Linked DNA regions of Mus musculus: region 1 is linked to region 2. The links are chromatin contacts, called in public Hi-C maps. All regions are on one chromosome and are shown on one strand. The core of a region is the stretch at or near the end of the contact, and the rest is flanking DNA. Distances in the headings are between cores, read along the strand shown. Region 1 overlaps Rere (arginine glutamic acid dipeptide (RE) repeats). Region 2 has its middle 9.6 kb from the start of Car6.

Region 1 (7,423 bases), core at 4,870-7,369, 130 kb before region 2:
GTCCGGACAATAAAAGCCTGACATTAAGATACCCACAAGACTGGTGATTTCTGAGGCTGTGAGAGCACATCTGCTTATAGGCCGTCAGCCGCCCTCCTTGGCTTTGTGATTCTTAGGCAGATATCTGGGACACAGTTAGCAATTATTTATAGTATCATCATCACCAGCAACAGCTACATTTTTAAAATAATGTAATTTTTTAATTGTATGTGTATGTTTTGCCTGTGTGCATGTCTACGTACCACATCAGCGCCTAATGCCCAGAAGAAGAATGGCAGAAGAAGGCATCAGGCCCCTGGAACTGGAGTTAATAGATAGTTGTAAACTGCCAAGTGAGTGCTGGGAATTCCACCCAGATCCTCTGAAAGAATGGCCAGAGCTCTTACCCACTGGGGCATCTCTCCCTCCTCAACAGTTGATATTTTAAACAGGAAAGGAGAATTAACAGAATTAAGATTTGGCATTAAAAAAATTTTTTTACAGCAAAGCAAAATTTGATATGGCTCTGGGTAAGCAAAAGCAGAGGCAGAAAGACAAGCAAGCATATGTTGAATTGGGCCTTCAAACCCAGAGGACCTACAAGTCTTCTCTTGAACCTTAGAACACTTATTTGGAAATGATCGTTACAGATGCAATTAGCTAAAATGAGGTCACTGGTTGAGTCATACCAAGATGACAGACACTGTACAGAAGGGAGATTTAGACAGAGGTGGACATTAGAAGTAATGACAAAACAGAGAGCCATTAAGAAAATATTGCTAGCCGGGCATGGTGGCACACATGACTAGCCAAATGACTTAATCCCAGCACTCAGGAGGCACAGGCAGGTGGATCTCTGAGTTTGAGGCCAGCCTGGTCTACAGAGTGAGTTCCAGGACAGCCAGGGCTACACAGAGAAATCCTGTCTTGTAAAACAAAAACAAAACAAAAAAACAACAACAAAACAAAAGAAAAAAGAAAAAGAAAATATTGCTATCTAAGAGCTTCACATATAGGGGCTTGAGAGATGGCTCATTGATTAAAAGTATGTGCTGTTCTTGCAGAGGCCCTGGATTGGCACCCACCACCTATATGGCAGCTAGCACATAACCTGTATATCAAGTTCCAGGGATCTGACATTTCTAGTATATGCTGGCACCTGCACACACACAATACACATAAAATCATGGAGAAGGCACTTGTATATACACACAAATAATAAATAAATTCTTAAAGAATTTTACATATAGAACCATACTCCTCTAGGTGAATACTCGCATTATATCCATGTGTCAGTGAGCAAACAAAGAGGCAATGGTGTTAAACCACCTCTGGTCGATGCAGCTACCTAACCGCACAACCAGGATTTAAATTGGCCCTGCATGCCAAAACAAAAGGCTATCTGGCATAATAACTCAAATTATCAGTCAATAGAGGCTTCCATCTTTGACCCTTTACCTACCTATCACAAGCCAACTAGAGTTTTCATTAGATAAAAGGCAGGGTGCTAAGTAAGGAATGTTGATCTGCACTTAGGGCCATCAAATCCTGAAAACACTACATTAAATTATCCTAATGATCAAATTAAGCTATCCATTATCAAAACGGAGGAGAACAGCAAATAAAACTACAAAAAGACAACTCAGAAGAAGAAAACCTAGCAACCTTAGCCTTGGGTTAGCAATAACAATGAATGAACAATTCAGGGCCTGAAAGGGATTTTCCCCAGAAGAAGGCAGCAGTGGTACTGCCTGCAGCTCCGCATAAATTACACGGACTCTGTGTTCTCGCGCCTAAGGACAGCACAGAAACAACCTAAGGAGGTGAGTGAGCTTTCAAGTTGAGGAAGAGTGAATCTAAAGGGGCTTGGGGGAGCTTTAAGTACCAACCAGTTTCTGCCTCCTCCTCCACCACTCCATTAAGTATGTTTCATGATACTACTAAATAAGAGTTCACTTTGATTAAACTACTTTCATAGCCAAATGACTTAAAGCTCCATTAACCCAGACTATACTGGAGGAACTGGTTTTTGTCATAGCCAGGATCAACAGAAGTAACCGTTATTTAAATAAAGTAACTGCCTACTCTTAAGTAAAGCAAGGCGGCTGCCATGAAGCACTTGGTGCCAACAAAGTCTAAAGAGTAGGCTGTGGTTTAAGATGAAACCCAGGAAGAAAAGTCACTCTTCCTATAAAGGACAGTTTGGCTCTTTCAAATAAAAAGGCTTTATTTCTGAGAACACATAAAAATTTGAGACAACCTGCTTTCCAGTTCTGGGAGACTTCTATTACTACACTACACAAACCAACATAACAGAACATCCTGAAAGAGAATCATGTTTTGTTTCCAGCCTGGAGCCCATCTTCCCGGCAACGATGTGCTGATGGCAAATCACCCTGCAGAGCTGCAATGGGCTCCTCAACTTGTTCCAAAGAGTCTGCTCTAAGCCTCGGCCAAAGTGCCAGTCTGACACAGAAAAGTAGCTTTATATTTTACTAACTATATTTGTTCATCTTTTATTATTTTATTTTGTAGTATGTATGAGTGATTACTTCATGCCTGGTGCCTGTGAAGGCCAGAAGACATTAGGTCCTATACAACTTAAGTTACCATGATGTAAAGCATCGTGTGGGCTCAGGGAACAGAACCTAGACGAGCAGGCAGTGCTCTTATCCACTAAGCAATCTTCCCAAGCCTCGGAAAACGAGTTTTAATCTTGTTACCACCAAGTATTCTACCTGTGAACCGAAAAGTTACCATCAGAAACTGTTCTTAATTGGAGATACACTCAGTGGCAGGGCACGGGTCAAGCAGTCAAAAGGCCCTGTATTTGATCCTGAGCAGCACACAATAAAAAAAAAAAAAAAATCATCTATTATACTAACAAGTACATTCATTCTTTATGGTAACAAAAGCAACCCAATTTATATGCATAAGCTGAAGTTGTCACTTCTGGGTAAATACAGAAACCATCATAGTTTATATAGGCTGTACAGAAGTAGACGGTGGGCTATGATGGTTTCTCTATATACAAATAATTGTGAGCGTGAATTTAAAAAGGAAAAAATATTTTATGGCACAGAAAATTCAAATGTCAATGTTCATAGGTAAATTTTTATTGAAAATGTTCGTGTCTGTTCATTTACTTATTTGCTTATGTCAACTTTTGTATGTCATAGACAAGGTTAAAGGAGGCTTGAGAGATGGCTAAGCCATTAAGAGCACTTACAACTCTTACAGAGGACCTCTATTTGATTCTGAGCACCCCACAAGGTAGCTTACAACCATCGTTAATACCAGTTCCAGGGAATCTGCTACCCTCTTCTAATCTCCTCAGGCATGCACATGGTACAGATACATCCAGGCAAAACACTAAAACATATAAAATAAATTAAATCTTTAAAAATAAAAGAGGGCAGGGGAAGGTGGCTAGGCAGTGGTGGCACACACCTTTAATCCCAGCACTCAGGAGGCAGGGGCAAGGCATCTCTATGAGTCTGAGGCCAATCTAGACTACAAAGTGAGTTCTAGGACACCCAGTGCTGTTATACAGAGAAATCCTCTCATGAAAAACAAAGAGGCAGCGTGGAATTGGAAAGTGGAATGTATACAACAGAGCCAGCAAAGCCCAAAATATTTACTCTATGTCCCTTTCATGAAAGGCTTTCTATTTGTAGACATTATATAATGACTACTCAACTTCCTTTCTGTAAAAGCCTTCAATCAACTTCCCTTTTCACCCCTTCTAAGAAAAAGTGAATAGAGAAGGGTCAAGGGGCATGAGGCCCTCACCAAGAGAGGAGGAAGTGTGGAGAGGGAGGAGGAGGAGGAGGAGGAGGAGGAGGAGGAGGAGGAGGAGGAGGAGGAGGAGGAGTAACGGACAGTTACCTTATGTGCTTCCTGTGCTTACGGTGTGGGAAAAGACCAGAAGCGGGCTGACCTGGACAGCGTCCGGAAGCTGTGAGCTAATGCCCATAACCAAAGCTAATGCACAGGATGGCCGTTTTAAAACAAAATTTACTGGGTTGTTATTATTATTATTATTATTATTATTATTATTATTATTATTATTATTATTATTCCTTGCCTGCATGTGTGTCTGTGTGAAGGTGACAAGTCCACTGGAACTGGAGCCTCAGACACTTGTGAGCTGCCATGTGGGTCCTTCAGAAGAGCAGCCAGAGCTCGTAACACCAGCCCCACATAGGATTATCATTTGAACTCTTAATCGGTTTCTTTCCAAAGAAATGGCTGTACCTGTTATAGGTCCAACAACAATTTAATTTAACCACAGGGACTGGGTGACAGGCAGGGGCACAGGCACTCAGCTGAGCTCCCTGTGGAGCCCCTAAGCGGCCTCTCAGTCTGCTCATCTGCCCTGCCTGTGCTTGTACAGGAATCTGCAGATATTAGTGTGCTTTAACAGGCAGGCTTCCCAGCAAGAGTGATAAACTGGAATTCGATACAGCTAATAAATGCAACTGAATAGCTTTGTTTTAGCCAGTCCTGATGGCACAAGTCAACAATCCCAGCACGTAAGAGAATCGAGACAGAAGAATCAAGAGTTCAAAGCCAGCCAGAGCTATGTAAAATTCTATCACAAAAAACTAAAGCATATGGGGCTAGAGAGCTGGGCCACTGATTAAAGTAATTTCTGCTCTTCTAAAAGACCTAAATTTGGTTCTAAGCACCTATGTCAAGGCAGATCACAAGAGCCTGCAACAACAGCTGCAAGGGAGGCAACACTCTCTTCCGGCCTCCATATACATGCTGCATACACACACACACACACACACACACACACACAGACAAAAACTCATTTAGAGGCTGGAATGATGGTAAATGCACTTGCCACCAAACCTGATGACCTAAGGTAGATCCCTTGGGACACATGGGATAAGGAGAGAATTGACTCCCACCAGCTGTCTTTTGACTGCCATCATTTTCTACCTGTGGTTAGGCTTGTTATTAGACTGAACAGAGCTTTGACCTAAAAGAGTTACAACCATTTTTTTTAAGGAAAAAAAACAAATCATCCTCTCTCTCTCTCTCTCTCTCTCTCTCTGTGTTTATGTGTATTTTCTAAATAAATAAATGTATATAATAATTTTTAAAGGCTCATTTAGACTTGAAAACAGTTCTTTCCAGACAGACTTGATGGCTTACTCAGATGACTCAAAAGTACATGAGGGAGCAGGAACACAAGTTTGAAGACAGCCTAGACTGCATGCAAAGATCAAAGTGAACAGTTTAACAAAACTCTATCCCGAAATAAAATTTATAAATGGCTAAAGACATACTTCAATGCTTAAAACACTTGCCTTATATGCTGTGCAAGGCTCTAAGTTCAATCCAAAGAAGAAGGGGGGGGGGGACGAAGGGGGGATGAGGGGGAGGGGGAAAGGGAGGGGAGGGGAGGGGGAGAAGAGGAAGAAAACAGTAATAACAACAATGATGCATGGACTAGAATTCCCTGGAATATACACACCACACACCTTTAAGACTCTGAGGGAAAGATCAGGCCTATTGGCACATACATGTAATTGCAGGTATACAGGAGGCTAAGGAAAAAAGAATTCTAAGTCCAAGACCTGCCTATGCCAATATATGAGACCATTAGTTTAACCCCTAAAGGTAAATAAATTAAAGAGGAAGTGATTGGTTTAATACCTTTGAAATACTGCTGAATGTAGTGCACATAATACCTAAGGAACTCTGGAACATTTGGCACTGGAAGACATCAATCCATTGGGCATTTACAATTTCCACTCAGTTGTTGAAAATGTCAGTTTCTAGCAGAGGGTATGCCTAGTTCCTACCTAAGAAAGGCTTGCAAACACCAGCTATTCCCTTCCTTTTGCATTTGTTCCACAAATGCCCAAAAAGCAAATTCAGTTCAACTGAGCGAGTCAATAAAAATCCCAGCTTTTATATGGCAGTGTGTTTATACCAGGCAAAGTCATTCTCTAAGGTCAAATCATTATGATGTATTATCTAACAAACTTTTTAAGACAAACCAGATCACTTCTTTCCAAAACTTACATTTCCAAAAACCTGGAAAACCATGTGGGAAGATCCCAAAGCAAATACCTGGATTGTTTTTCCAAATGAAAACTTAAGAGGCAAGAGGACGAATACGCTGAGCTGCACTGCCCTCTAGAGTCTCCTTCTGATACTGTTCTTAGCCTTGAAATAATTAAACACTAATTATAAAACTCTTCTAATTACACAAGTGCTCAGTATTCTAATATTGTAGGCTGACCTTTTTAGTGGATTAGTAGTAGTTGTTATTAAAGCCTATAATATTTCAATTACTATTATTAAAGGTCAAAAATACTTGCCAAAAGAGAAAGGACTGTACCCAAAACAGAATTTTCTAATTTGCATTTCTTTTAAAAAGTTTTAAAAGAATTCAAACTGAAGCTATCCATAAAACAAAGACCACTTGGAGCATATACTAATTAGCTCCCAGAGCCAGGAGCACAAGCTCAGCCAAAAGAGCCACCGCTCCCACCAGGGAACCAGCCCCCCTTCCTCCCTCTCCCCCTCCCCCTTCCCCAGCTCTCATCAGCCCAGGCAGCTCCTCACAGCTCCTGCCTCTCCTCCTGCCAGGCAACCAGGATTCCAAAGGGATCCTGAGGAGCTAATGAGAAGCCATGGCCACTAAGACCTGTGTCAAAGCACACACTCCAAGGCCCACTTTTCCTGAGCACGCAATAAGCAACACGGTAAGGACAGGAAGTAAACAAGCTGCAATTCCTGATACTGAAGAGCTAATCAAAAGTTATTCATTAATGTTATTCATTAATGTGCACCACTGGCAGTACTGGGTGGGTGGGGCCTTGCTTGTCACAGTGAGTGACCAGGGCTTGTTTTAATCTACATTTGTCGTCCTCCTAAAAAGAAAGAAAAAAAGATTTAAAGAGAACCATCACTGCTCCTGACAGTGTTATTGTTTCTGAACAGCTATCCTAATTCTTGCCAGTGCACAAAAGAAATCTTTCAGGTGAATATGGGGAAATCATTGAGGGGCCCAGACCTTTATATTCAATACTCCAAAAAAAAAAAATTGAAATAGGAAACCAAACTAATGCTTCATACCTAAATGTCCATTTTTACTTTTGAAAATCACCTAATAAAAGTAATCTTGAAAGTGGGTAATCTTTAATCCCAGTACTGAGGAGGAAGAGGCAGGTGGATCTCTGGGTTCTCAGTTTGAGGCCAACCTGGTCTACAAAGCAAGTTCCAAGACAGCTAAGGCTATACAGAGAAGCCCCATCTCAAAAGATTAACAAAACAAAAAACAAACAAAAAAAGTAATCTGAGGTTCCACTGCAATGCAGTAGATGAGCTGAGGGAGGGAGGGAGTGTGAAAGACAAAACGCCTGCGAGCGCTACAGGTCAGCAATGACGACGGCCTGGGTTTGTAAAGTAAAGCTGTACA
Region 2 (7,006 bases), core at 207-2,706:
AAGGAAATCAACAGTTTGTGTGTGTGTGTGTGTGTGTTGGGGGGGAGTTAAACAGAGTTTTCATGGGATCCAGAGATTCAATTTGGGGACAAGTACCCCAAAGAAGAGAAAACGGACATCAAAACAGGGAGAGGCAGGCCTGTGAGCAACGCCACCTGCTGTCTATTCCCGGTACTCACAAAGTGGAAGGAGAAAAACGCTGTCTTCTGACCTCCATGTGTGCATACATATGACACACACACACAAATAAAATGTAACAAGAAAAAAAGTTACAAAGTTACAGAAGTTTTCATGTTCTTAGTTAAGAGCACTGGCTGCTTTTCCAGAGGATCCACTGCTGTTGTTTTTTAAAAAGTTATTTATTTATTTTATGTATGTGAGTACACTGTCGCTGTCTTCAGACACACCAGAAGACGGCATCAGATCCCATGACAGATGGTTGTGAGCCATCATGTGGTTGTTGGGGACTGAATTCAGGACCTCTGGAAGAGCAGCCAGTTCTCTTAACTGCTGAGCCATCTCTCCAGCTGCACTGTTTTGTTTGTTTGTTTGTTTTTGTTTTTAAACAAAAGCTCAATCTTTGGATGTTACCAGTGAAGACTCAGGAGCCAGATGTTAGTTTTGAGAGGCAGAGAAAGCACCCAGCTGACCTTTCTCCATGCCTGCCAGCTATTTTACATTGTTGCTGAAATATGCCTGCCAGTCACACGCACACACAAAAAAAATAACTTGACTCAGAGCAGGGTCGTGCTGGCCACATACCCTGTAACATATGTTATGAAGTTCGTCAATCTTAAGAAATTCCACCATTATAAGCTTCATGTACGACCCATCAAGTTAAACGTCAGTATGAACGGTTATGTCTAAAATGGCTTGAGTCAGGGCGGCTCATTGGGCAGTGACTGCGCATGAGCTCATTGTGGTTTCGGGTTTTTAGCCTTTATAAGCTGGCCCTGAGAAATGTCCAGCTTGGAGCTTTGAGCTGTTGGCCTGGTCAATCAGTCTTGAGCTATGCATTCAATAAACCACCCCTGCTTAACTGAGATCGGTGTTCAGGTGGTTTGAGGGGCAACTCCTGGACATTAACAATATGTATATATAATATACATCACAGCACATTACCCTGTCATCAAACAATGAAGTGTGGACACACGACAGAGTGCAGTTAGAAGCCAGGCATGAAGGCTGCTGATGTGTGATTCCATGCACATAAAACATGAAGGATCAGTAAACTGTGGGTATCAGGCTGTGCCCTGACCCAGATCACACTGCATACATAAAGGTGGTAGATCCCTCGTCGTCTTCCTCCTTCAATGAGACAGGGATTTATTAGGCAGCATTGGCTGGTCTGGAACTCGCAGAGGTCTGCCTGCCTCTTCTGAGTGTTGTGGATTGGTTCTAATGCTATTTGTGTTACTTTGGCTCGAAATCACACGGGAACTAGTACGTCTGAGCTGAGTGAGCGTCCCTGCCCACAGTTGGCTCTGATTGGGAAATAAATTTGCCAGCGGCCAATAGCTGGGCAGAGAGACAGAGGCGGGACTTTTAGGATTCTGGAGCAAGAAACGCGGGGGCGGGGGTGGGGGCGTGAGGCCGGGGAGGGGGGTGAGGGGTGAGGCAAGCCAAATCGCCTTGACCAGGAAGCAGAGAGATCACGCGTGAGGGAGCAAGAAGGAAAGCACCCAGCCATGTCAGAGTAGAGGCCCCATGGGCCACTTCCCCAATTGGGTCTGGGATAGCAGAGATGAAATATAGACTTTAGAAAGTATTAGCTCAGGAAAATCGGTGGGGAGAGTGCTAGCCTCGGGGAGGTTTGAAAGTGCCCAGCTATTGTGCTGCTTAAGGCATATTAAAGATGGGGCCGTGTGTGTGTGTGTGTGTGTGTGTGTGTGTGTGTGTGTGTGTGTATCTTTTGGGGGGGGGAACTCCAAAACATTTGGGCAGGTGTAGAGGAGGCGCATGCACCTACGGGGAAATATAGAGAGAATTAGCAATCTACTGCTACAAGCTGAGTTCTGGGATTAAAGGTTTACACCACCATACCCAACCAATGACATGTTCTAAAAAATATTTACCCAATTTTATTTGCTGTTTATGTGTGAATACCCACGTGTATTCGTGTGCACAGTATGTATTCAGTGCCCGGGGAGGTCAGAAGAGGGCGTCACTGGAGTTTCAGATGGTTGTGAGCTACCATGTGCTTGCTGGGAACAAAACCTGGGTCTCTCAGCAAGAGCAGTTGAGTGCTCTTAGCCTCTAAACCATCTCTCCGGCACTCAATGTTATTTTCTTTTTAAAGATTTATTTATTGATTATATGTAAGTACACTGTAGCTGTCTTCAGACACTCCAGAAGAGGGAGTCAGATCTCTTTATGGATGGTTGTGAGCCACCATGTGGTTGCTGGGATTTGAACTCCGGACCTTCGGAAGAGCAGAAGGGTGCTCTTACCCACTGCACCATCTCACCAGCCCCCAATGTTATTTTCTTAATTTGGGTTTCCAAAAGCAGAGTAGATGCCAAGTCCTGAGTTATTGCTAAAACAAGTGTCTGAATAGAGGGGAAGTCAGGAAGGAAGAGAAGCTGAGGTTAGCAGGAGGTCTGCTTTGTCTGCAGCATAGCGGGAGTGTGTGGTGCCACCCGCATTCCCCCTCTGAATTCTACTCTCTGTTTATTAGAGACCAGGCTGGCCCCAAACTTAACCATATTTCTGAGGATGCCTTTGAACTCCTGATCCTTTTACATCTGCCTCCCTCATGCTGAGGTTACAAGTGTGCACCACCACACAGAATTTACGAAGTGCCAGGGATCTGACCCAAGGTTCTTGTACGCCAGGCAAGAGCTCTACCAACTGAGCCTCACCCTCAGCCTCTGAGCTGTACTCTAAGAGGGTTTATGCCAGCCTAGTGTGGTACACGTGCCCTGATCCCTGTCCTCTGGAGCCTGAGGCAGGAGGATTATGAGTTTGGACCCAGTCTGTGATACATAGTGAGTTCAAAGCCAGTTTGAGTTACACTGAAAGATCCTGTTTCAAAAACAAGAGGAGGCCTCTTCAGGTAAAGGTACTTGTCACACAAGCCTGACAACCTGATTTCTTCCCTCCTGGAACCCACATAAAGGTGGAAAGTCCTGACGCCACAAAGTTGTCCTCTGACCTCCACACACACCACGGCAAGGGCAGACTCTCCACGCCAACTTCTGTCTCCAGTACCATCAAAAAAAGACAAACAGTCAAAATAAATAAATAAATAAATAAATAAATAAATAAATGTTAATGTTATATTACACAATGCAAATTTCACCTCAATATAACAAATTGGGGCAGGTACTAGATGAACAGAGCCCACAGCCACTGTTATGCTCAGCCCACTGAACCACTCCCCCAGCCCCAATCACACAATTTTTTAAAAATTGCTTTCTCTACCATATGGGTAACTAATTGGCTGGAATGCCAAGTTCTTACATTTCCAAACACCTTCTTCTAGACATCTGTGCACTCATGAGATAGCCAGCCCCCAAGGTCATCTGGGGGTTTATAAAGCCACTCTTAAAATAGGTGCACAGTAGGTTGGGTGCCCTTTCTCCTTGGGGCACCCTCAATCTGCCCGTCATCCTTCAGCCCTCTAGAGACCGGGTGTCTGTAGGCACACCCTGGGTCTTGCATGAAAATGAAAAAACGTGTGCAGAAATAGTTGTTTCTTTCTGCACATGTGCCCTCTGACCACTCACTGGATGTCATGGGTGTACAAACTACCCTTGGGACAGAGTCACTGCCTTAAGGGAGGAGGCTTCATGCCATCTGGCGGTGGCTCTTCTTGTCTCTGCAGAGGTCACTGAGGAGTGATGGGCCTGTCAGAAGCCGTTTTCTTTGGAAGCATGACATTGAGCGGTAGATCTCCTTATGTTCCCCCGGATAGCTCAGGAGAACGTTGCTAGGTGGGAAAACAAAAATCTAAGATAAAGTGGTTTTGACCATGAAAGGGGAAAGGCTAGCAGCTTTGGTCTCAGGCAGCTTCAGCCACCTTGAGAATTTTTTTATTTTTTATTTTTTATTTATTTATTTATTTATTTATTTATTTATTATTTTTTGGTTTTTTGAGACAGGGTTTCTCTGTATAGTCCTGACTGTCCTGGAACTCATTCTGTAGACCAGGCTGGCCTCGAACTCAGAAATCCGCCTGCCTCTGCCATCCAAGTGATGGGATTAAAGGCGTGCGCCACCACTGCCTGGAGAATTAAAATAGGTGCTCAGTAGGTTGCTTGCCCAGCATCAGTGAAGCCAGGAATTCACTCCAGCACTGCAAAATCCAGGCACAGTGAGCATGTCTGGAATCCCAGCACTTAGAACTGGAGGCCTGAGGGTCAGAAGTTCAAGGTCACGCTGGGCTATCTGTAACATTGTTGCTCAAAAATAACTAATTACTAGCCCATTATCATTATCTTATTTCCCATCTGGTCCTTAATTTGACAGGAGAATAATGACCTTGTTACCATCCTGAGACTAAGGTCCTTTTTACCTTTCTGTGATGATAGGACTCAGGGCCACAGCTGGATCTGGCACCCATAAAAGTACCCCTGGCTCCATCCTTGCTGAGGACGGTTCGGGGAGGGCTGAATGCAAGCTGGGACTTCTGTGACAATAACATCATTAGCCTTTATTGTAATTTTTACTTTATTTTGAGCTGGTGTTTTTCAGGCTGGTAGCAACCCCCTGGACTCAAGCCATCCTCTCTCCTCGGCTACCCAGTAGCTTAGAGGACAGTCTTGTGCCAACACAGCTATCTGGCCTCGCTAACTTTTTCTTAATTTGATTGGGCTAGAGAGATGGCTTAGTATTTAAAGGCTTAGCTTCTCTTGCTAAGGGCCTTAGTTTGATTCCTCCGGGACAGGCAGCTCACAGCTGCCCGGAACTCCAGCTTCTTCTGGGCTCCAAGACACACAGCACCCCCACCATGGCATATATTCACATAGAAACATACAACAATAAGTCTTTTTTTTCTTTTTTTTTAAAGATTTCATTTATTTATTTTATGGATGTGAATACATTGTTGCTGTCTTCAGACACACCAGAAGAGGACATCGGATCCCATTACAGATGGTTGTGAGCTACTATGTGGTTGGTGGGAATTGAACTCAAGACTTTGGGAAGAGCAGTTAGTGTTCTTAACCACTGGGCCATCTCTCTAGCTCCCAAGGCCTTTTAGAAAACATTTTTAGTTCAGTCTAGGGTGAAAAAGGCCAGTAATCCTAGCACTTGGGAGACTGAGACAGAAGGATCTCAAATTCAAAGCCAGTTTGGAAAGTGCTAGGAAGGTTGAACAATCACTCATCTGTCCGTCCATCCATCCACCCACCCACCCATCCTTTCATCCATTCGTTCATGGCTTGTTTTGAATTTTTAAATATCTAAGCTCACTTATAACTACTTGCTAACAGTTTTTGGTTTTTATCCTTGTTAGATTTGAACATCTAAGATGTGTTGGCTTCATAAAACAGGCTGGTTAGCTTCTCTAGACAAGGTCATGTTGGTAAACATGTGGGTTCTGAGGTGCTCTCTCCCTTGTGAATGCCTCAGGGAAGTTCTGCAGAGCAAGCCACAGACGATACGTAAAGAGCAGGCTGTCCAGTGTGGCCCTCATGCTGTGGTTTACCTAGCCCTGTCTAGCCGATGGTTTTATTTTGTTTGTTTGTTTGTTTTTTTCAGTCTTTGGAAATACTTGACACCAATACATCCTGGGTTTGGTTTTTTTTTACTCATGAGAATATATTTATATTTTTTTCCAATTCAATTTTTCTAATATTAAAAGTTCTAGTCTTGTGTGTGTGTGTGCAGTGTGATGTGGGTGAGCATGTGTCACCCAGCACGTGTAGATATCGGAGGACAACGTGTGAGAGTCTGTTCTTTTCCTCCTTCATGTGAGTTCTGGAGATTAAACTCAGGACAAGTGTCTTTACCCACAATCCATCTTGTCTAAAACAGCAAGCCAAAAAGCCAGCTGCCCAGTTCTTGCCTCCAGGTTTTTGCCCTGAGCTCCCGCCCTTCATGAAGAACTGGAACCTTTAAAGGCAGATTAACTCTTTTCTCTCCAAGTTGCTTTTGGTCATGGTGTTTATCACAGCAACAGAAAGCAGACTTGGTGCCTCGTGCATTTCTCAGGTTCCCAAGGCTGGCCTAGTCCAGTCAGCTGACTGTTATAGCACAGTGGCCATCGAGAGTTCAGGAAAGCCCCGGCAGTTGTGTTCTGGGGTTCACGTTGCTCCTCCACAGCCCCTCCATTCCCAGGAGCCTCAGGTCACTGCCAAGCTGTCATTTTGTCCTCTGGTTTAACATAACCTTTGTACGGGTGTAGGTGTGCATGTGTATCTGTGTATGTAGGATACATGTGCAGGTCAGAGGTCAACCTTGGCTGTCATTTCTCAGGAGCTGTGCATCTTGTTTTGAGACAAGGTCTCTTGGGGCATACCAAGGTCTCTTGGGGCTCAACAAGTGGACTAAGCTGGTCAGCCAGGGAGCCCCAGGATCTACCTCTCTCTGTGCTATGCTAAAATCACAGGCCCACAGCGCCAGTGCCCAGCTTTTTACACCGGTTCTGGGTTTTACGCTTGCACAGCAAACACTTCACCAAATGAGCTACCCCTCTCCCACACCCCATAATTTACTCTAATGGTGGTTCCTTCCCTCACTGTGGCAGGCTAAATACTTATCTGGGTCCCCTGGAAACCGTAGTTGGTTTCCACCGTTGTGATAACTTTTCCCAGGGAGCTTTGAATAAACAAACATCTTTTCACCCAGACGGGCATCCATGATGGACCAAAGTACGATTTCATCTTGAGTTCAGCTTGGTGAACTCAGTGAGTTTATTGTGTTTTCTTACAGGAGCGTAGGTGATTGCCCAGATCAGCTGTGTCATTGCAGAGCCCCACTCCATCGTGGGAGCTGCAACATGGAATCTTGATGTATTCCGTTAACTCCATTTTCTGTACAGCCTAGACTCTCCCCAAGATCG

What was found. A called contact is a pair of places that touch in the nucleus more often than the background predicts.
Region 1: a Hi-C map of differentiating embryonic stem cells shows a contact between it and region 2, with 3 times the contacts expected there. The contact joins two enhancer-like sites. A contact is called at or near these places in 1 of 39 promoter capture datasets (stem cell-derived epiblast-like cells), 1 of 484 Hi-C or Micro-C datasets (differentiating embryonic stem cells) and 1 of 115 datasets of contacts at active chromatin or transcription factors (embryonic stem cells).

What each region holds. Positions count from the first base shown.
Region 1 is chr4:150,346,202-150,353,624 of GRCm38.p6, reverse strand. All of the region lies in intron 1 of Rere (arginine glutamic acid dipeptide (RE) repeats), which reads right to left. Among named protein-coding and RNA genes, the nearest start is that of Rere, 68 kb to the right of the region's middle. Within about 2 kb of position 6,119, at least 45 of the 459 cell types and tissues checked have an H3K27ac peak or open chromatin away from gene starts, as enhancers often do. A contact at or near this core is called in differentiating embryonic stem cells, where this site is marked.
Region 2 is chr4:150,207,266-150,214,271 of GRCm38.p6, reverse strand. No RefSeq gene overlaps it. Among named protein-coding and RNA genes, the nearest start is that of Car6, 9.6 kb to the right of the region's middle. Within about 2 kb of position 1,456, at least 190 of the 459 cell types and tissues checked have an H3K27ac peak or open chromatin away from gene starts, as enhancers often do. A contact at or near this core is called in differentiating embryonic stem cells, where this site is marked.